2 separate regions of the Mus musculus genome follow, and region 1 is linked to region 2. Evidence: chromatin contacts called from public HiChIP or PLAC-seq data. All regions are on one chromosome and are shown on one strand. Each heading gives the region's core, a stretch centred on a gene start, on an enhancer-like site or on the middle of the called end of the contact. The rest is flanking DNA. Distances are from core to core; before and after follow the strand shown.

Region 1 (7,853 bases), core at 5,199-7,698, 850 kb before region 2:
GGATTAAAGGCGTGTGCCACCACACCTGGAACAATATTTTTCTTATGCCTGTATTTTTGCTACATATGAGGTCTTATATTGATTTTTTTTTTCCACTCAGACTGTTTTAGATTCTGCAGCATTTTGGATTTTAGATTTCAAGTTGAACAGAGATAAGAAAACTGTGCTCCTGAATACAGAAAGCCCATCCTTGATAACACGCACACTGCAATCAACTCGAAGGCCTAGAGACAGCAGCAAGCAGACACCAGGGGCTTCTTAGGCCTCCATGGCATGTCAGTGACAACACTTAACCAGTCAGGAACTGATGAGGAATCATTGGGATGTATAGAACACACTCCTTAGTACCTATCTTGCAAGTATAAATGCAAGTCAAGCACATACGCATACAACGATACAATAATACCCAGGCATTATCTAGGTAGATGAGCTGAATCTGCACATAACCTCTGCCAGGAAACTAATAGAAACCCCAAACTTCTGAACAATAACCAATAATCTATCTAACATAGACACAACTTTAAAATATTAAATCACGGTAGTTATTAGCAATTGCCATTTTATTCATAATAAAGTAAAGTAAGTTTGTATTGAAATAGTTGTATCTGACATTACCCCAGAGTTCAAGTCTAGCAAAATTGTTTGAAAGCAAGTTAAACCAATGCCACCAGAACAGTAACCAATGTTTAGCAGTAATGCTCTGCAGACTACAACTACTCAATTCACCCATAATAACATAATGATAAATGTGTTTCTTAAACTTCCACCAACCTGGTACCATATTCTAATATGGTTCCCTTTTTATTCACTATGAAAGATACTTCTACAGATATTCTACTGCTGTCATTTAATCACAAAATTCCATAAAAATCTAGATTTACAAAATGTATATTCCACTGGGCCAACAAACTGCAAAAAGTTATTTTCATTGGTACAGGAAAACAAACTAATGAATTAAAGCCAGTCTAAATAAAGTAGTTAGCACTACTACCAGTACTGTATCTAGGCGGTCAAGCCCCAGCTCAAGAAGGCTAAGTCAAGTCTCCAAGACTGCTACAGAGCAGACTGTGTGCAAAGTTACAACAAAGCACTCAGGAAACAAGGAGCTACAGAAACCACTCACACAACAGTTCACTCTCCATGGTAAGTCAAGAAATGTTGTCATTACAGGGCTAGTACTATGGCCTCTGCGAATTAGACACTGCCAGCTGCCAGCTTCTAATTCTCAAACTCCTCTTCCAGTATCTGATATAGAAAATTTCTCAGGACTTCAAGACAGACTTGTGATTCCAGAGAGCAGCTATTGGGGATATTTGTAAGAGGCAAGTGACACCTACCTGGTTGGTATATTTGAAAATAACAACCTGAATGTTATCTGTGCCAAATGTGTAGCAGTTATACCAATTAGCCAGCTAGCATGTTGTAGGTTTATAGAATTTAAAAACTGGCTACCATGAAAAAATATTTCCTTGTCAAAATTATTTTTTTCTCTTCTTCCTATTATAGTTCTGATTTTTACTCTAGAGTCAAAAAGTACCTAAGTACATGTCTGATAGTGAAAAATGGGGTATATCGATCAAGCATTTGAAGTGGAAATTTAAGGGTTCTTTGGAAAGTCGGTGTTTTGCTGGGGCAAACAAGTGAAGGAACATTTCGTTTCGTTAAAATGGACACAGGGGTGAAAGACCAAGGCAGAGTCTGAAGGAAGGTTTCGCTGAAGCAGACACGAGAGAGGATGTTCTGTTAAAGCAAGAACATGAAAGGACACGTGATGAAGGATTCTTTGCTAACAACATGCAGGTACTGGTCTGCCTTACATTGCTTAGTTGAGCTGCATTTGTCAGGACCCATAGAGAGAAATGCACCAAAAAAACTTCTGGTGATGTAGTGCTGTTTCTTGCCACTTCGGCAAACTCAGGCTGATTGAATATAGGAGCTGAGGCAAGACACTTGAAGGACACATGATGTTTGGAGGGTATAAATAGGACCCCACAGAGTGACAGAGAGCTTCACTTGCTGGTACAACACTTCGCTGTACAATGCTTGCAGATCTCAAGTCTTCGCTGATCCTCACTTCCCTGAGAGGCACAGCTGAGAACTTTTCCTAGTGTTCTTGCTGGTCCTTCCTGCTGACTGGAGCCAGGCTGTGGCCTAGCTGTCTCTACTAGATAGTGCCACCACTGCTGATTCGTGTTAACTATCCTAACTCATCTGAACTGGACTGCTGGTGTATCCATGAAGTGTTTGCGTGTGCACCAAGCTGCAGCTGCCTGCTAACCTGTGAACTGAACTGCCAATTTCCAGACAACACAGATGGGAGTTGCTACAAAGTACCTTTCTAAACAGGTCCACTTCCCCCATGACCTTTCTTTTCTACTACCTCTGGTGGGTGGTGGGCTGTATGGGAGGTTAAAGCATTTAAGAACCATCATTAAAATAGGATTTGAAGAAATTAATGTTATAGGCATTGGCAGTTCTACTTCCACTTATGTGTGAACTTCAAACAGAAACGCAAGATATAAAGTATTTACAAGTTAGATGTTCAGGTAAACAGGTTTTAGCAGTTCAACCATCTAACAATTACACATTAACCTGTTAAAATATTTCTGGACATCGCTCCCGTCTAAAGGAAATACAGGGGAAAAGAGTGGAATAGAGACTGCCCCACCTGGGGATCCATCCCACATGCAGACACCAAACCCAGACACTATTGCTGATGCCAAGAAGTGCTTGCTGGCAGGAGCCTGATACAGCTGCCTCCTGAGATCCTGCCAGATCCTGACCAATACAGATGCATATGCTCTCAGCCAACCATTGGACTGAGCACAGGAATCCCCCAATGAAGGAGATAGGGGAAGGACTGAAGGAGCTAAAGGGGCTTTATCTGGCATCAATGGGAGGAGAGGCCCTTGGTCCTGTGAAGGCTTGATGCCCAGTATAGAGGAATGCTAAGGCAGTGAGGAGGGAGCAGGTGGGTGGAGGAGCACCCTCATAGAAGGAGGGTAAAGGGGGGATGGGATAGGGGTTTGCAGAGGGGAAACAGGAAAAGGGGATAACATTTGAAATATAAACAACTAAAATATCCAATTTAAAAAAAATACTTCTGGACAATGCCATCATCTGAAATTGTTTTATGTACATAAATTTGGATAAGAGCTATAGAAACACAAAATTTACATCAGTTATTACAGGACATAAAGACTTTAGAAAATCATAACAATAACTACAGGTCAATAAGCTAAGGAGGAAAAAAAAAGCCAAGTATACACATCTATAATCTTAGCACTGAGAATGCTGGGACAGAGAATCACTAGCTGCTGGCGTGTCTGAGCTACTCAGGAAGACTCTGTCTCAAACAATAACAATAAAAGTAAACACTAACAGAATGACTGAGCACAGTGGTACAGAAGCACTTGGGAGGCAGAGACAGGCAGATTTCTCAAAGTTTAAGACCAGAGTGGTCTACCAAGTGAGTTCCAGGACAGCCAAGGTGGTTATACAGAGAAACCCTGACATGACAGAAAAGAAAAAAGAAAAAGAAAAGGAAGAAAGGATCTATGAATACTAAAGCTCACCAACAACTACCACCTGTTTCATTTATAGTCACAGAAAAAAAAAGATTTTCATCAGTACCAATACTTAAACTACAACTGTTACCTTCAAAGTTTTCAAATATAATTAGGTTGCATGACAAAGCATCATTACCCCTAAGTGCCAGTCTGAAAGACAGATGTAGCTATAATAAGCTATGCAGTTACCACCGCTTCTCCTGAACACTTCCTAGTCCACCTCTCCTGGCAATTCTCCATGTTATTTTTTGCACACATCATGTGTAATATCATCACATGACTTCTCAAGAATAACCAAGGAATTAGAATGAATCATGTTCACCTATAATAAAACACATGTGGGTGTACACAAATTCTGGATTATTTCTCCCCAGAGGCAAAAAGGCAACAATGAATTAAATAAATAGTGAATGACTAAAAAGTATCTCATGAAGCTAAAGTCAGTAACTTAGCAAAGTTTATCAGCATAACCTTTATGCAAAAGTCAGAACAAAACAAATTTTTACTATGTGAACAATTTTCAATGAATTTTTATAATTTTTTTTGCCAGGAATATTCAATATTTCTTTCTTTATGCTTACTAAGTACCAACTGTGACAGACAGCAGTTCTGCAAGGATAAATATTTCATTTCTTGCCTTGTGTAATGAAGAGGGAGAAAAAAACAGCAATTCTGATGACAAGTCTAGGTAAGACCTGGGGATGACCAGAGAAGACTTCTTAAACAGTACTGGAAAATAACAAAGATTCAAAGGGGCACTCTCCCATTAAAATCATCAGAAATCCCTAATTTCAAAGCCCTAATTTTAAAAGGAAAGAGTCCAGTAATGCTTTGAGAAAATGTTTATCAGTTTCTATAGTGGCCATGGTATTAATTGAGTTAACATCAATCTCCCAGTCATAAAATGTTCACGTTGAGTTTAGACTGTTAACTCTTTTTTTCAAGAAGTACACAAGTCCCAAGTTAAGGACTGACTGAAAACTGCTCAGCAACACCTTGCTGGTTCCCAGAACGGGTCCCTTTACACAGAACTGTAAACGTGAAGGGAAGTGCAAGCTTAATCAGGATGATGCATTTTCTTTAAAGGTAAATGTAACCCACAGAGAAAGCGAAGACTCATCCATCAGTGGCTATCACCACCAGACACAACCAAGTCACAGGTGACACTCAACACTGTACCAAAATAAACAAACAATAGAAAACACTCATCATGCTCTCACCAACAAGCATAAAAGACTGCCCAATTAAACAAATACAAGGCTTAAACCTTCCCACAAATCAACTTCTGCAGGGAATCTTTTCAATGGTCACTGAACATCTACAGGGGTTGGTGTACTTCCTATCCTCTTGTAGAAACCTGCTTAATTGTAACAGCCAAATGGAATAAGAAGCAAACAGGATGGTAAAACTGTTTGCAGATGCAGCTCAGACACAACAGGCTGCAGCCACTGGTCTTACACTACTCATAGAACTCAGCTTACTTATATGATATAGTGTGCTAATAAAAAACAGCTTCAAATTGAACAGAATAATTTTAATAGTACTCAAAGATTCTCTAAAACAACAAAATAGAAAATGTGAGCTAGCCATTACATTTTGAAAACAAATTAATTTCATTATGAAAGGCTTTCAATTACAAGTTGTTTCTAAAAATAGAAATGTTCAGATGTAAGAGAGGGTAATGAAAAAGATAATTTCATTTAAGTCCTGTAATTTTTTTCATTGTCTACACAACTCTTTACCTGCAGAAAACTGGGGGGGGGGGGGGGGAACATTCCACAAAACATGCAACTTTACTGTTCATCTCTCCAAAATGATAAAGTTTCAAGTGAATGCTTATAGAATAGAATCCAGTTAAATCTAAAATATTTAATTTAAAATGTTTTAAAGCTAACTCCTCAATTTAAGACTAAAACACTAAGCTGTTACTTCTCAACAGAAAACACATCTTTTCTTAATCAGATAAGAACTCTGGGGGAGGGGGAGGAACAAGGGAATTCACTTGACTAGCAATATTTTACTTGCAAAGTTTATCCTGCCATTTAAAAAAAAAAAAATCAAGCTAATTATTCTGAAAGACAAAATAATACTGAAACTATATTGATTCAGGGCTCCTTTCTAAAGAGTCGCTTGTAAGGCTATGAACGAACACTAACTACACAGTAAATTTGCTTACTAAAATACAACTCGTAAAATCGTTACAGAAGATGAATTATGAATCAGGAGTAACTTAACATCCACCGGTGTTCAAATTGGCCACCTGAACCTAATAATTTACCTTAGCTTGTCAAATAGGGATCGAGAGAAAGGGCTCTAACTAGGTCAAGTGTGCTCACAAGAAGGTGAGAGGGAAGGAGAGGAAAACCTGCCTTCCTCCACCGGCAAAATTAAGTCAATCTGAGAAGACTGCTCAGATCTACCAAATCTGTGTTCGCGGCTAAGCGCTGGCTGCTGTGTTTCAGCAAGCACCTCTTAGGTTTCAAAGCCAGAGCTATTTCCAAATCCGGCACAAGTCCTGGGTATAGTGTGGGGTCGCGTGGAACAGGTCTGCCCAGCCACAACTTAACCAAACGCCCTTTGGCCCGCTGTCTAACGGAGGCTTCCCCGAGGCTTCCCGCCGGCCACGGAACTCCTCCGACAGTCTCCCCGGTACCAACCGGCTGGCTGGATACCGGCCCTCACCCCACCCCCAAGATCGTCCAGAACGCTTCCCGCAGCCCCGCTGCGTACCGCCAGCGCACGGGGCTGGAGCAGGGGTTTATCTGTCTGCCCGCTGCGCGCCACCGGACCCCGCCGGGCTAGAACGCACGCGCGCCGTGGGGCGCACGGGGCTCACACCGCCGCGGGCATCGGCCGGTCACGTGGCCTCGGAGGGGCCGAGATCCGCGTCCCGACGGTTCGAAGACGCCATCAAAGAAACCGGCGGCGAGGAGCGCATCCCGCAGGGGAAGGCCCGCGGCCTGCGTGGGCCGCGACGGGGACCGGTGCGCTGGCAGGTAAGGGCCGGGAGGGCACAGGTGGGTCGTGCCGCACAGGTGGGCGGCCAGGTGCAGTCCTGTGGGCGCAAGCGGGGCCTGAGGACACAAGTGCGCGCCTGGAAAGGATGCGGGTGACACAGGTGGGGTCTGAGGACCCACGTGGGTGGCCAGGCGGAGTCCCGGGGACACAAGTGCACGTCCAGGTGTGTCTCCGCGCGCAGGTGGCCGGCCCGCCCTCTGCGCCGGCCACCAAGCCGCCCTGGACCCCGCCCGGGCGGCGGGGCACCGCAGGAGGCGACAAGGACGAGCGCCCCTAGGGACCCCGCTGGCCAGTACGGTGGGCGGAGGCCGAGGGGACAGGGCCGCGGGCGAGGGCGGGTCCGCGGGCGGACGGGCGGGCGGGCAGGCCAGCGGGGGAGGGGCGGCCGCGGGACCCCACCGCGCTCTGCCTCCCGCGGCCTCCGCGTCGCCGGCCCGCGCGCGGGCCCCCTCCCCTCGCACCCCGGCGGCGGCGGCGGCGCTCACCTCGGTCGGCTGGCTGATCTCGAACAGGTCCAGCCGGTTGGCGTTCCAGTGGTGAATGATGTCGGCCAGCTTCCGCCGCTCTTCGTCGCGGCCGCCCGCCGACATGATCGCGGCCGCTCCTCCCCAGGGCCAGCCGGGCCGGAACACCGCAGGCCGCCTCACCGCCGCCGCCGCCGCCGCGCGTCCTCCGCCGGGCTCGGCCCGCGTCCGGCCCGCGCCGCTTCAGCCCGCCTCAGCCGCGGCCGGTGCGCCGAGCGCCGCCCCCCGCCCTCCCGCCGCCGTGCGCGCCCGCCCGCCGTGCGCGTCCCCGCGAGCGCGCGCCGCGCCGCTAGGTGCTGCCGCGTGGTCGCGCGCGCGTGCGTGCGTGCAGGGGCGCGTCGGGTGTCAGCGGGCCGCACTCGCTCTGTGCCGGAGGCGTGAGTCCTCACCGGAGCCGCTCGGTCCTGCGGCCGCGCTCGGTCCGCCCTGGGCAGGCTCAGGGGTGGCGGACGAGCTGGCGAGCAGAGGGGCGGCGCCCTGACGGGCGGGGCGACCCGGAGCTGCAGAGCGGGATGGACAGGTGGGCGTGGGCTGCGCGGCCGGCGGAACTGGCCGGCCATCCCGCCGCGGCCCTGACGCCTGGGCTGCGCTGGCTGCTGGGGTCAAATCCCAGCTGACCTTTCTCCGGAGGAAAGATAAATTATTATGGTTGTGTGTGAGCGTCAGTGCAAATGTTTTCCGAGCCCTCCTCCGGCTCAGGGTGCCTTTTGGATCCCCCGCATTCCTCAACCCCGGCCAGGGA
Region 2 (7,063 bases), core at 3,482-5,981:
AAAGTCATGCGCCACCACGCCCGGCTGTATGTCTTTTTTTTTTTTTTTTTTTTAATTTAACTTTTTTTTTTTTTAAGACTTATTTATTTTGTGTATGGGTATACACTGTCTCTGTTTTCAGACATACCAGAAGAGGGCATCGGATCCCATTACAGATGGTTGTGAGCCACCATGTGGTTGCTGGGAATTGAACTCAGGACCTCTAGAAGAGCAGTCAGTGCTCTTAACCGCCGAGCCATCTCTCCAGCTCTTAATTCAACTATTTAAACTACATTATTATCATTGTAGGGGTTATCTTTTTACGGTGGTTATTATTTTTGTTACAGTGGGATTTTTCTGGTTTTTGTTTATTTGGTTGGTTTTTTTGTAATTACACATTTTTATTGTTGTAAGTACACTGTCGCTGTCTTCAGACACAGCAGAAGAGGGCATCAACAAATCCCATTCCAGTTTGTTTTTATTGTTTTTTTTTTTTTTTTTTCAGTTGATTGGTATGTGCATATAGTCACAGGTTCATGCATATACCGCATATACTTAGATCATGGTCCACCTTGTGAGCCCTGGGGGTTGAATGCAGGTTGTTGGCCTTGGTAGGAAGCATCTTTACCCATTGAACTGTCTTAACAGTGGGCTCACCAAATTCTTGAAGAACACGTAGGCGTTTATTCACCTTAAGTGGCCCAACTTTTTGTTAATAGATTGTTTTATAACTCTTTTCTCCCCGTTTAGGTTGCGAGTTGTAAAGACTCAGCATCACGTAGAAGCATTTGTTGAGCATCTTAACGGCCAGGTTGTTGTTTCAGCATCCACTCGAGAATGGGCTATTAAAAAACACCTTTATAGTACCAGAAACGTGGTGGCTTGTGAGAGCATTGGGCGAGTGCTGGCACAGCGGTGCTTAGAAGCAGGAATCAACTTCATGGTCTACCAGCCCACCCCGTGGGAGGCGTCCTCAGACTCGGTACTTGTATTTCTATGTATTTACTTAAAAGGTAAACATTCGGCTAGGAATGGTGGTGCATGCCTTTAATCCCAGCACTCGGGAGGTCTCAGAGGCAAGAGATCTCCATGGTCAAGGGCAGCTTGGTCTACAGTGTGAGTTCCAGGAATGTCAGGGGTACACAGAGAAACCCTGTCTCAAGAAACAAAAAAAGAAAGCAGAAAAGAAACAAAAATTTGGTGTGGTATGGTAGAAGCAGATCTCTTGAGTTTAGGACCAATCTGGTCTACCAAGGAAGTTCCATCTAGTTGGGGATATATAGTGAGATCCTGTTTAAAAATAGAGGGGGTGGGGGAACAAGATCAGTTGTTTTTGGTGACAAGGGTCAATAATTCCTGCTGTCAAGAGGTTGACTTGGAAGAATCTCAAATTCTAGGCTTGCCTGAATAACTTAGTAAGACTTTGTCTCAGAATTTTAAGTGGGAAGGCCAGGAACTGCAAGTTATTCATTGGTAATGCATGCTGGAGGCTGTTTCATCCATGATACACAGAAGGTCCAGAGCTGGGGGCACAGCTCTGAGAGCGCCGCTACCTTGCGTGTGTAATCTCTAGCAACACGCAGAGACGCCAGAGAGTTTTGGTTAGTTCTTGGTGTTAGGTGTGCTTACATTATTTTCTTGAGGGTATTCTACATGGTGGGCCTTGGCTGGATCCTGTGACATTTGGTTTTTGCAGTAGTCCATAGGAGTTTGTGTTCCCATTCTCTGTACAAACTGAGGTCAGTCGGTATTGCAAGTTGGTATTGCTGGGTGACTGAGACCCGTTAGTCCAGGATGTTAGCACTGCACTTCCTGTTGTTATACTGGCATCTTTTTTTTTTTTTTAAGATTTATTTTATTTTTTTATTTATATGAGTACACTGCAGCAGTCTTCAGACACACACCAGAAGAGGGCATCAGATCCCATTACAGATGGTTGTGGGCTACCACATGGCTGCTGGGAATTGAATTCAGGACCTCTGGTCGAGCAGTCAGTGCTTTTAACCATTGAGCCATCTCTCCAGCCCATATACTGGCATCTTGTTGAATATGCTGATCCCTGATATCTTTCCATTTCCTTTTTCATATGTGTTTTATTAATTTTTATATCATATATTACATCTTGATGGCAGTTTCCCCTCCCTCCTCTTCCCAGCCCAACATCCTCCACCCCTTCCTTTTCCATTTCTCTTCAGAAGAAGGCAGGCCTCCTAGGGATGTCAACCAAACATGGTATATCAAGTTGCAGTAAGACTAAGCACCTCCCCTCATACTAAGGCTGGACAAGGCAGCCCAGTAGGAGGAGGAAAGGGTACCAAAACTAGGCAGAAGAGAGACAGCCCCCTTCCCACTGTTAGGAGTCCCATACGAAGACCAAGCTATACAAGCAGAACATAAAGAAGGGGGCCTAGATCAGTTCCACGCAGGCTCCCTGATGGTTCGGTCTCTGTGAGTCCCTGTGGGCCCTGTTGATTCTATGGGTTTGCTTGGTTCCTTTATTTCTCTGGTCCCTACAATCCTCCCTCCCACCCCTTCTTCTTCAGGATTCTCCACAATCTGCCTAATGTTTGGCTGTGGGTCTCTGCATCTGCTTCCATCAGTTGTTGGATGAAGCCTCTGATGACAACTATGCTAGGCTCTTGTCTGCATACAATAGAATATTATTAGGAATCATTTCATTGACTTTTTTTTTCTTTGGTCAGACATGGTTGGTTCCATCCTAGGTCTTGGTCCAGCCTCTGGTTTCTGGCCCTCCAGGCAGTGTCAGGGGTAGGCTTCCTCTCATGGCAGGGGTCTCCTGCTGGACCAGCCATTAGTTGGCTACTTCCCCAGTTTCTGCACCTTTACCCCAGCATCTATGTTCTTAAGATCAGTCAGAGAAACACATATGTACCCTGGGAGGTCAGTGGTTTCTTTGTCTCTTGGAAAACAAACCGATTTTCAGGTTTTTTTGGAGGCTGACAGTGTTTCCTTTTTTTTTCTCTTCTCGATCTCCAAACTAGATAAAACGTTTACAAAATGCCATGACAGAAAGTGGCGTGATGCTTCGGGAGCCTCGAAGAATCTATGAATGAAATAGAAGTGTTAACTGTTGTTGGCAGTGTAATATAAAACTACCATCTACAGCCACCAAAGGAAAGCATCTGCATTAAAAGGAAGAAAGGAAGGAAGGAAGAAAAGAAGGAAGGAAGAAGCATTTGGAAGGAGAACCAGACTGAAAGCTTCAGAGCAATAATGTGACTGAAAACTTATTTAAAGTTAGCTTCTTTCCACTTCTGTGTGTGCTTGTGTGATTTCATTGTTTTAATCAAGGGCTTAAGGTGTCCTCATTCTTGGACATGAGATGTATTTAAGGAAAGTAGTCACTATTCAAAGAACAAATTAAAGTGTTTATAACAAACTGTGAACCCTTACTGTGTTGTGCTCTGTAAACACCCGGTGGCTACAGGGCACGAGTGGAGTTCTGTGAAGCACTGGCCGGCAGGGACGGTTCCTGGCTAGTCATGGGGAAGGAGGATTGTTTGCTGCCCGGGATGTGGGCTGGGCTTGTTTGTTTTGTTTTTAATGTCAGTGCAATTGTAAACTCAGAAATAATATGTGGAGATAATATCACACGTGCCTTCTAGTCACCACCCCCCCTCCCGGACTCACCCCCTAGTGATTTCAGGCATATCTTAGAGAGGAAATGAGTGTGAGGAGCAGCCAATGGGAGGTGGGAATGATGGGTTACTTTGCCTTTAAGTGGGAATTCAAATGTGACTGTAGAAAATGCTTTAGAAATAATCACACAAGTGGCTGGAGCGATGGCTTGATGTGATTAGGAGCACTCACTGCTCTTGGAGAGGATTTGCATTTGGTACCCATGACCCAGAGAACAGCTCACAGCCAGCACTACAGTTCTAGGAATCCCAACACCCATTTCTGGCCTCGGCAGGTACTGTGAACACGTAGTGCACACATGTAGTGCCGGCAAAATATACATAAAATGTATTGAAAATTGTCATGCTAGATAGCTTAGGTTGGAGCTTGGGGAGATCACAACCCCTCTCCGAAAGTTGCTAAAATGTGAAAAAGACATGTAAACAAAGCGGCTTCATATTAGTCACGTATTCATTATTTTAGACAAGTGACAAGCATGGCTCAGTTTTTTTTTTTTTTTTTTTTTTTTAAAGCGTTGATGCCGAGGCATTCAGCATTCAATAGCATGAGTCAGTCTGATCAATATATACCAAACTGGAGACAGGAATATACACGTATATTTTTTTCTTCCCTCATGTTAAATACGGATTGAAGCATCTCACTTAGAAGCCCAGGTTCTCTAGGGGACTAAGTCCAGAACTGAGAGGGTGTATCAGACCATGAACAATGAGCATGGAGGCTGGGCATTGGTATCGCTGGCAGGCGTTTCTATAGGCTAAAGGCCATACTAGCTGATCGCCGGTACCAATGATCTTTCAGCACAGCTGGCAGTTTTTTTGTTTTTGTTTTTGTTTTTTGTTTTTTGTTTTTTCAAGTCAGGGTTTCTCTGTATAGCCCTGGCTGTCCTGGAACTCACTTTGTAGACCAGGCTGTCCTCCAACTCAGAAATCCGCCTGCCTCTGCCCTCCCAAGTGCTGGGATTAAAGGCGTGCGCCACCACGCCCGGCAAGCTGGCAGTTCTTGATGGCAACAGTCTCCACTTTTCCCAGCATGAGAAGATCAAGGCTGTGAGCTCCACACTGAAACTCCCACCAGCCGGCTCTGGCCTTGGTGTGACACGTGCACGAGCTTTAAGGCCCTGCGCAGCGGAAACGCGTGGGCAGCACGTGGCCGCATCCGGCGCGCCCTGGGACTAGCGGCTATGGACGTGGGCGCGGACGAATTTGAGCAGAGCCTTCCACTCCTGCAGGAGCTTGTCGCGGGTGCGGACTTCGTGGGTAAGGTGCCTGGGGTTGCAGGGCCTGTCAGGGACAGCCTGGGAACTGGTGTTTGGTGTTTGTGTACGGTATGGCTTTCCAGGCCAGAGGAGCTCAGAGAGCGTCCTAGGAAGGACAGGAGGCTTCCTTTCCCACTCGGCCAGGGGGGCTTCAAGCAATCAAACCCGCAGCTCTGGACAGCCTTGTCTGGGACCACATACTCTGTTTCTGTTTTCCATGACTGTGTACAGCTGCTTACCTCCTGGGGCATTTGCAGTGTGAAAGGTGGTGCTTTGCTCTGTGCCTGAGGATTTTTGTCTGTTTTGTGCTCCCGTAGGTCTGGATATAGAGTTCACAGGTCTGCGTTCAAACTTGTCTCGGCCCCAACAGATCAGGTACTAATTACTGTCTTACCTCACCGGTGTCTCCTTAGTTAGACCCTACCAGACAAACATTGTGTCTGATCAGGCTCCTGCGGGCTGGTTTTTGTTTTTGGTGTGTACTGGAGGAATTATTATTATCATTATTATTATTACTATTATTATTATTATTATATGTGTGTGTGTGTGGAGAAATCTCTCAATAAGTGACTTTTACTGGCCAAATGCTGATAGGCTTTCTAATTGTGGTAACAGGGTAGTAGGTCTCTGATGACAGGCACGCGCTGCAGAGACCTGCTACCTGCTTCTGATCCCCTTGCCTATGCAGTGAGATGCCTTTTTCTTCACAGTCTTTTTGACTTGCCATCTGAGTGGTATCTGAAGACCCGGCAGAGTGTTCAGCAGTTTACAATCTGTCAGATTGGTGAGTCTGATGTTCACTTCTTTGTTACGGATCATTCTAGAAGCTATTTTACTGTCTGGGTTTCCTGTAGGTAAAACCAGCTTTGGCGTTTTTCAAAGATATTGTGTATCATTTTGTATGCTTGTTCTGTTTTAAGTCTGTGTGTGTGTGTGTGTGTGTGTACACCACCTGGAACATTTACAGTGTGAAAGATGGTGGTTTGGGCCAAGCAGAATTTAACAGGCTTTTATTTCATAGCCTAAATAGACCAATGCAAGACAATCACTGTTAAACCTATTTTATCATTTGAGCAAAAGTGTATGTTTTGACTGTGAGTGTGGGTGATTAGAAGATTTTTTTTATATGTCTTTAGTGTTTTGCCTGCATGTATATATGTGCTCCACAGGCCTGAGATGCTTGGAGAGTGGTCAGAGGAGGATGTCACATCCCCTGTAACGGGAGTTACTGATGGATATGAGTCACCCAGATCCCTGACCACCACTGAGACAGCTCCCTGGCCCCAGTATGTGTGATTTTTTTTTTTTTTCAAAAGAAAACCTACAAGAACAGATTGAACACGTTTTACATTTTGTTTTTTCATTTAATGGCTTTTAGGAGGCTGTGTTGCCATACAGACCTGGTCCTTTTCACAAATCCATAAAAAAACAAAGTACAGATTAGAATTTAGTGTCCTGCCGGGCGTGGTGTCGCACGCCTTTAATCCCAGCACTTGGGAGGCAGAGGCAGGTGGATTTCTGAGTTTGAGGCCATCCTGGTCTACAGAGTGAGTTCCAGGACAGCCAGGACTACACAGAGAAACTCTGTCTCGAAAAACCAAAAAAAAAAAAAAAAAAAAAAAAAAAAAGAACTTAGTGTCCTAAATAAAGTATGTGTAGTAACCATTTGTTTACAATGAAAAGCATCTTTGCTTACTGACAGCCTTCCTATTTTCACACCTAGTGCACTTTTGTATATCTGGGATATTTCCATCAGTGAGACTGAGTTAGAGTGTGTGCATTAAAGCATTGACGATACAGCTTATCATCCACAGTGCTCTCGGAGACTGACACCAGCAACGGTGAATTGGCGTTCATATACAAAACCCCTGGGAATGAACCCGACCTGATAGTCTAAAAAATATTCTGGTTTGATTCTGATTTATAATACTGGGGTCTACAAGTTTATGTGAAGGACCAGATAGCATAAATGCTAGATAGTATTTGCAGGTACTGTGATTTCTTTTACAAGGCCCACCTTTGTAATGGAGGTCCTGACTTTTTCAGTAAAATGTATTATAAAACCAAGCTGTGGGCCAGGTTTTACTGCCTGCTGCTTTCTCTGAGGATGGATGTTTATGTGTGCTGACACCTGGGGCCGCTTCTCCTTTCTTCTTGTGTTTTGCTGCT

Evidence for each region. HiChIP or PLAC-seq counts read pairs in DNA pulled down with a chosen protein or histone mark.
Region 1: an H3K27ac HiChIP or PLAC-seq map of extraembryonic endoderm stem cells shows a contact between it and region 2, with 4 times the contacts expected there. The contact joins the promoter of Tcte2 here to the promoter of Pnldc1 in region 2. A contact is called at or near these places in 1 of 115 datasets of contacts at active chromatin or transcription factors (extraembryonic endoderm stem cells) and 1 of 9 other capture datasets (embryonic stem cells).

The regions. Positions count from the first base shown.
Region 1 is chr17:13,759,998-13,767,850 of GRCm38.p6, reverse strand. It overlaps Tcte2 (t-complex-associated testis expressed 2), which reads left to right and starts at 6,448. Exons shown (of 3, transcript NM_022311.3): 1 at 6,448-6,565. It overlaps Afdn (afadin, adherens junction formation factor), which reads right to left and starts at 7,310. Exons shown (of 33, transcript NM_010806.1): 1 at 7,073-7,310. The coding sequence starts at 7,177.
Region 2 is chr17:12,907,668-12,914,730 of GRCm38.p6, reverse strand. Pnldc1 (poly(A)-specific ribonuclease (PARN)-like domain containing 1) reads left to right here and starts at 4,731. Exons shown (of 19, transcript NM_001034866.1): 1 at 4,731-4,895; 2 at 5,212-5,269; 3 at 5,605-5,678. The coding sequence starts at 4,820. Mrpl18 (mitochondrial ribosomal protein L18) reads left to right here. Exons shown (of 4, transcript NM_026310.3): 3 at 730-961; 4 at 2,982-3,376. The coding sequence ends at 3,053.